Regions from separate parts of the Mus musculus genome. Here region 2 is linked to region 1. The links are chromatin contacts, called in public HiChIP or PLAC-seq maps. All regions are on one chromosome and are shown on one strand. The core of a region is the stretch at or near the end of the contact, and the rest is flanking DNA. Distances in the headings are between cores, read along the strand shown. Region 1 holds the start of Inha (inhibin alpha). Region 2 holds the start of Nhej1 (non-homologous end joining factor 1).

Region 1 (3,362 bases), core at 397-2,896:
GGCTGCTGGCGGCTGCAGCTTATGGTAGTGTACATCAGATACCATGGAGTGATTCTCACACCTTGGGTGCATGGGTGTGTTTTGTTGCTTTTGCTCCATCTCAGCATGTCAGAAACTTTAAATGATAAATTTCTTTTTAAAATTATTTTCTTCATTTACATTTCAAATGCTATCCCCAAAGCCCCCTATACTCTCCCCTCGCCCTGAAAAGATAAATTTCTTAAAGGCACCGTGTTTTTGAAAGACAGCTTACAGGGTAGGGAGACAGCTCAGTTGAAGTACTTGTTGTGTCTGCATTAGGACCAGAGTTCAATCCCAGGACCGACATAAAGAACTGGATGCGATCTCACAGGACCGAGGAGACAGACACCCGTCAGGCTAACTAATTAGTGAGGTCCTGGTTCAGTGAGAGACTGACTCAAAAACAATGGTGGAGAGTGACTAAGGAAGATGTTCAGGGTCAACCTCTGACCTCCCCGCATTTCCAGGCATATGCATAAACTAACGAAGACAGAGGAGGAGGAAAAGAGAAAGAATGGAAGGGAAAGGAGAAGAGAGCAGAGGTCAGCCCTTCCCAGGGAAGTGTAGCTGCCATTTCTGGTCCAGTGGACACAGACTATGGGAAATATTATGGGCCAGCTGTAGTCAAGACTGCAATTGGGGCCGTACTAGAACACAGTCCCTCGCGTTACAAATTCTAACAACTGATCCATTCTCAAGACAAGACACTGAGGCGGCTGACAGTCAGCTAGTAAGTGGCAAGACTGGGATTCCACTTGATATGAAATCCATACTTTCGGTACTACTACTACGCTGCCTGGAGATGAAGGCAGGGAAGCGAGGAGACCTCAGAGTGAGCCAGATGGGGCTTGGGGAGAGTAGGGGGCACAAAACGCAGGACAGACCACAGGCAGCAACAGAAGCTGTCTCTACAGAGCCTTAGCTTCCCCTTTTGTATTCCAGGCATGCTAGGCTCACTGGATCAGTCCCGCTTGAGAAGTAGAGGCTACCACCTATCTGATGTTGAGGTAGAGGCTACCACCTGTTTGATGTCGATCAGAGGGGCTTAGGAACTGGCCCCTTGCCGCAAAGCCAGCTGAGTTGTGGGGCTGCCATTCATACCCAGAGCTGCCTGATTCCCAAGCCCATGAAGTAGGTACCGGCTACTCTTCAAAGTTGACCTGCCAATCCCCAACTTCATTACCTGTAGCTGGGAAAAGGATAGCCTGGGAGACATCTTCCTCCTCTGGTTCAGAGGTCCTGTGCATGAAACCCCCAACGGCATGTCTTCGAGGCAGACGCCTTATTCCAGGATCCCCACCTTCCCCATCCATTGCTGGGGGCCCCAAGGCATCTAGGAATAGAGCCTTCACCTTGGCCAGGACGAGCTCCCGGACAAGTTCGGGTCCCTGGCAGCTGTCCACATCCCGTAGGGTCAACAGCAAAAGGAGCAGCAGAGACCGCTGGCTCACCATAGTTCACTTGCCCTGATGACAGGGAACCCACACGCTGCCCTGTGCCCTTTCTGTCTAGGACCTCCCCACTGTCCCCTCCCCATCCCACTGCTGGCCTTCTTCTACCCTTCTCACCCCAGTCTCCCCCAGTCCTTCCCACGCCCCACAGTCCCAGTCGCCCCTGCCCATGGCATTGAGACCTCCTATCTCTGACGCAGATGTCTGTGGCCCTGAGCCTTATCTCCCACTCCCGCCAAGAATGTGGGGGAAGGGGCTGTGATGGGTATTCACCCCAAGTGACCTGACCCATTCAGGCAAGCATACAACCCACTCCTCAAATACACACACACACACACACACACACACACACACACACACACACACACACACATAGAATCTACATCAGGTACCACAGGTGCCTGGGTGCTTAAGGTTGACCAGTCATCAAATCATTTGTCAGAAGGACAGAATGCACCACCCCCCTCAGACTTTCTGGCGCTCTTTTCAATCCTAGCAGCTGCTAGGCCAACGTGGGAGGGTAGACCTAGGGTTGAGGCTCTGGGCCGAGGGCAGGTGGTCCCGCCTGCTCTATACTTAGCCTGGAGGAGCCAGTCTGAGCTCTTGTCCTCCAGCTGTGTCATCAGAGAATATTTTTGGGATTGGCAGCTGCAGGCGACAAAGTCACTCAAGCCCAAGCCAGGCCCGCAGTTGGAGACCTGGAGGCCGGAGGTGGGAGGGAGGGAGGAGAAAGAGGCCCAGGCTGTGGGAGGGGGCTGGAAAGAGAGACTCCCAAGAGCAGGAAGCCCGGCCGCGGGCAGTCTAGGCTGTAGGGCCCCTCGCTGAGCAGGCAAACAGGAAGGACAGCCCCCTGAGCTCTGGGCTCCCGGCCCGGGAATTGCCGCGTAGCAGGGCTGCGGCCAGGGTCCAGGGTAAAGAGGCGAGCGGTCACAGGAGTCCCACCGGTCCCGGCGCCCGCTCCGCCACGCCCTGGTCTCGGCTCCCGGCCTTCCCGCGCGCCCAGGCGAGCCATCTGCAGCGGCCGCAATGAAGGCCGGATCAGGGGATCAGGGGAGCCCCCCGTGTTTCCTACGCTTCCCGCGGCCCGTGCGGGTGGTAAGTGGAGCGGAGGCCGAGCTCAAATGCGTGGTCCTGGGAGAGCCGCCGCCCACTGTCGTGTGGGAGAAAGGCGGGCAGCAGCTGGTGGCCTCCGAGCGCCTAAGCTTTCCGGAGGACGGCGCCGAGCACGGCCTGCTGCTGAGCGGCGCGCTGCCCACCGACGCCGGGGTCTACGTGTGCCGCGCCCGCAACGCGGCCGGAGAGGCCTACGCGGCGGCCGCCGTCACCGTGCTGGAACCCCCGGCCCCCGAGCCGGAGCCCGAGTCCTCCGAGTGTCCGCTGCCAACACCGGGCACCGGGGAGGGCGCCCCGAAGTTCCTGACGGGGCCCCAGTCCCAGTGGGTGCTGCGAGGGGAGGAGGTGGTGCTGACGTGCCAGGTGGGAGGCCTTCCGGAGCCCAAGCTGTACTGGGAGAAGGATGGGATGGCCTTGGACGAAGTATGGGACAGCAGCCACTTCAAGCTGGAGCCCGGCCGCGGCGCGAGTGACGAGGGCGCGAGCCTGACGTTGCGCATCCTGGCGGCACGGCTGCCCGATTCCGGGGTGTACGTGTGTCACGCCCGCAACGCGCACGGCCACGCGCAGGCGGGCGCGCTGCTCCAGGTGCACCAGCCCCGCGAGAGCCCGCCCCAGGATCCCGATGAGAACCCCAAACCCGTGTTGGAGCCGCTCAAAGGCGCGCCCAAGACCTTCTGGGTGAACGAGGGCAAGCACGCCAAATTCCGCTGCTACGTGATGGGCAAACCTGAGCCCGAGATCGAATGGCACTTGGAGGGCCGCCCTCTGCTCCCC
Region 2 (3,362 bases), core at 627-3,126, 380 kb after region 1:
GATGTATGCCATATGCACAGTTAATAAGGTCATGCTTGATCACGCTTCCATCATATGCAAAGATAAAAGATAGGATTATAGGATAGAAATAGCATATGCTGAAAGCCTATTTATTTTATCTAGAGCCTATTTTATCTAGAGCAGTGGTTTTCAACTGGGGGGTGATTTTTGCTCCATGGGGAACATTTAGCAATGTCTGGAGATGCTTCTTGGATGTCATAAATGGGAAGAAAGAGTATTGTTATTGGGATTCAGTGTTTAGAGAGGTTATTAAACATTCTTTGATGCAGTGGACAGCTCCTTATAACCAAATTATCTGGTCCAAAGTGTTAGTAGGACTGAAACTGAGAGGCCCAGGGTAGAGCAGAGAAAGTCAGAAGTGGGAGAGACTAGGGCTTTGTAATGTCACACTTCCCAGAAGGGAGCTTGGGACAAAGGGTACCTGGAGGGAATGTGGGTGCTTAGAAAACATGGTGCTGAGAAAGGAATCTGGGCAGGGCCTGAGTGTGGGGAATGGAGTGTGTAGAGGGAAAAGGTAGATGGGATGGAATGGCAGCCTAGTGAGATGTGTCCCTGGTTTGAGATGCAGTTTACGTCTGAAAGGGAAGACTCATTGCCTGGGACAGTATCAGTTACCTTCCTGCCTGGCCCCAACCCTTTGTAGGCTGGAGCCCCCTGGATATGTTTCTTCGTTCTTTGCTGGCAGAACCCATTTTCTTAGCTGGTCTACTGGGCTTTCTCCTAGAAAACACTATATCTGGTAAGTTGAGACCAGGTCCCAGGGGAGTGGCTAGGTAGTCACTACTCCCTAGGTTGGGCAGGGCAGTGACCTTTACTTATTTTTCACTTAAAAAAAAAACCTTAATTTTCATTTTAAATTATGCATATGTGTGTATGTGTGTCTTTGGATATTTGCATTCATAAAATGTAGAGATCAGTGATGGTAGATCCTCCCAGACCTGGAGATTCGGGCAGTTGTGAGCCATCCGGCATGGGTGCTGGGACTTGGAACTTGGGTCCTCTGTAAGAGCAGTACCAGCTCCTAAGAGCTATCTCTCCATCCTGATCACCCCTCTTTTACAGGTACACGGGCTGAGAGAGGCTTAGGTCAGAGGCTGCCAACTTCTTTCACTGCCCAAGAAATTCAAATGCTTCAGCAATCCAGGAGGAAAGCTGCTCAAGAGTATGGGCTTCCTTTACCCATCAGAAACCTGTGTTCCTGCATCCCACAGCCTCTCCACTGCCTCTGTCCAATGCCTGAAGACTCTGGGGATGAAGGAGGATCCTCTAAAACAGGAGAGAGAGCCGACTTGTTGCCTAACTCTGGGGAATCGTACTCCACAGCTAGCAGAGAAGGGGTTAGGTCCCAGTAATCATCAAGACCACCATTTTTGTCTTAGTTTAGCAGTAACTGCCACCTTGCTGGAGTCTGTATACTTTGTCCCAGTGGAGGTGGATGTGGCCCACTTGCAAAATGGGCTGCCTTTCCTCCTCTTAAGACTTGAGCAGAGGCCATGGTTTAGCGGGTTGGAACTGAATAAATGAGATTTCTGCCTGTAAACTGTCAAGGCTTCTTGAATGAACTCTAGCATTCAAATATTTACTCTTTGCCATGAGCAAGGTCCTACATCCACGGATATGAATACGACAGGGTCCCTGCCCTCTCCCTGCATTTAAGATTTAAATAAGTAACTAAAATGTAAAGCAGATAAAAAAAAGATGAAGAGGCAAGAGAGAAGTAGTATTTCGTTTCAACTTAGGGCAACAGGAAAGGAATTAGGAAAGCAGCAGAGTTGCGAGTGGCGTTAACAAGTGAGGTTCGGGCCCCGCCCACCAGGGCCCTGGCTCCGCCCACACCCAAGACCCCGCCTTCCTGAGTGTGTTGTGTGTGGGGGGGTGGCCTCTCAGTTTGCGCACCAGGACAGGCCCGCCTTGAGGAGGGTGGGAGTTCCCGCAGCCGTTGACGGTAGGTGGGGTTGGTTTCGTGTCGGCGCCGAGATCTGGGTCTGTCCGGACGCCGAAAAGCAAAGATAAACTCGTGCAGTGGCCCCTGACCCGGGCGCTTTTTCCCAGAAGGGACCGCGCGCAGCCCGACTTTGGACCTCCCGGAGTGGGCGGACCTGCGCACGCGCAGTCCGTTTTCGGCCTCTGCCTTTTAGTGTGTCGTGTGAAGCCCCTCCTTAGCAGGCTTCGTGTTTGGCCCGCTGGGATGAATTAGTTTTGTTCCCCTTTGGGGCCCTGAGCCGTAACTGTGTGCAGCGGATGCTGTAAAAATGAGAGGCGGGCGACAAAGTTCTAGCGGGGGTTGGGGGGGCAGATGGACGCCTAGGGCGCTCGAGGGCGGGGCGTGTGACCTTTGGCGGCAGGGCCTAAGGTTTGCCCTCTTTGGTGGCACAGGGCGTGGGCTCGACAGATGGTCTGTAGGACCTTACTGCCCCCTGCAGGGTATTTTAGGAACTATCCCTGGGAGAGGAACCCGAGTGGTAGAATGTCGTGCAACTTCACAGTCTCTCCTTTAAAAGACAAATTAAACCCGCGAGGTTGGTTAACGTGATCATGGAAGACCAATTTGCGGAGTGTGGGGCGGGGAGTCAAACCCCAGAGGACTTAGATTCCTTCTCCCTCCATGCTGTGAACAGTCTCAGGCCCCAGTCCGTTCTACCACTTTGTTTTGTTTTGAAAGTCTCTTGCTATGTTGTCCAGGTTGGCTTCCAAATCAAGATCCTCCTGCCTCAGCCTCCTGTGTGCTAGGATTACAGGCATGCCCCATCATGCCTGACTCACTGAGTTATACTTACCTCAAGACCAGGCTGAGTGGTAGGAGCAGCCAGACTGGATGTTTAGACATTTTTATAGGGCCAGCTGTCCCTGGCCACATTAAAACAGCTTCCTCCCATTCAGACAAAACCATCGACTTGTGGGTTTTGACCTTCGGAACCAGTTAGGCCAATAAGCTCAATTTTGGTGAGTTTCAGAGTGCATGCCAGGATGTGCCTATAAGGGAAATTAGAGGGTTTGGCAACTTCATTTGTATGTCTAATCTTTCCCAGTGTAAACTCTTGCCCAGTGAAGACTCTTTAATCATTCTGAGACCAGTTTATCCTGTTGGAACAGCCCAGGATACAAATAACCATCTCCACACACAGCGTTTCAAGGTGGCTGCAAATAACCACCATATATGTAGTCCTGTGTCACTTGAAATGGCCAGATGTTTTTTGACAACTGTGTTGTTAGGCAATTTTAGCCCATATAGATATCACACAATGCATGTACTTGAACCAAGATGGCAGTAATATCACTAGGCTCTATGCTCTCTCGGGGTCCCTGTCATGTATGTAGTCTTTCTGAGATATACATTTGTA

Evidence for each region. HiChIP or PLAC-seq counts read pairs in DNA pulled down with a chosen protein or histone mark.
Region 2: a contact with region 1 is called in an H3K27ac HiChIP or PLAC-seq map of extraembryonic endoderm stem cells, with 2.2 times the contacts expected there. The contact joins the promoter of Nhej1 here to the promoter of Inha in region 1. A contact is called at or near these places in 3 of 39 promoter capture datasets (the 3T3-L1 cell line, 3T3-L1-derived adipocytes and pre-B cells), 2 of 115 datasets of contacts at active chromatin or transcription factors (embryonic stem cells and extraembryonic endoderm stem cells) and 1 of 9 other capture datasets (liver).

Annotation. Positions count from the first base shown.
Region 1 is chr1:75,505,361-75,508,722 of GRCm38.p6, reverse strand. Inha (inhibin alpha) reads right to left here and starts at 1,646. Exons shown (of 2, transcript NM_010564.5): 1 at 1,205-1,646. The coding sequence starts at 1,475. Obsl1 (obscurin-like 1) reads left to right here and starts at 2,271. Exons shown (of 20, transcript NM_178884.5): 1 at 2,271-3,362. The coding sequence starts at 2,499.
Region 2 is chr1:75,123,740-75,127,101 of GRCm38.p6, reverse strand. Nhej1 (non-homologous end joining factor 1) reads left to right here and starts at 1,876. Exons shown (of 9, transcript NM_029342.4): 1 at 1,876-1,966. It overlaps Slc23a3 (solute carrier family 23 (nucleobase transporters), member 3), which reads left to right. Exons shown (of 12, transcript NM_194333.3): 11 at 665-760; 12 at 1,084-1,561. The coding sequence ends at 1,373.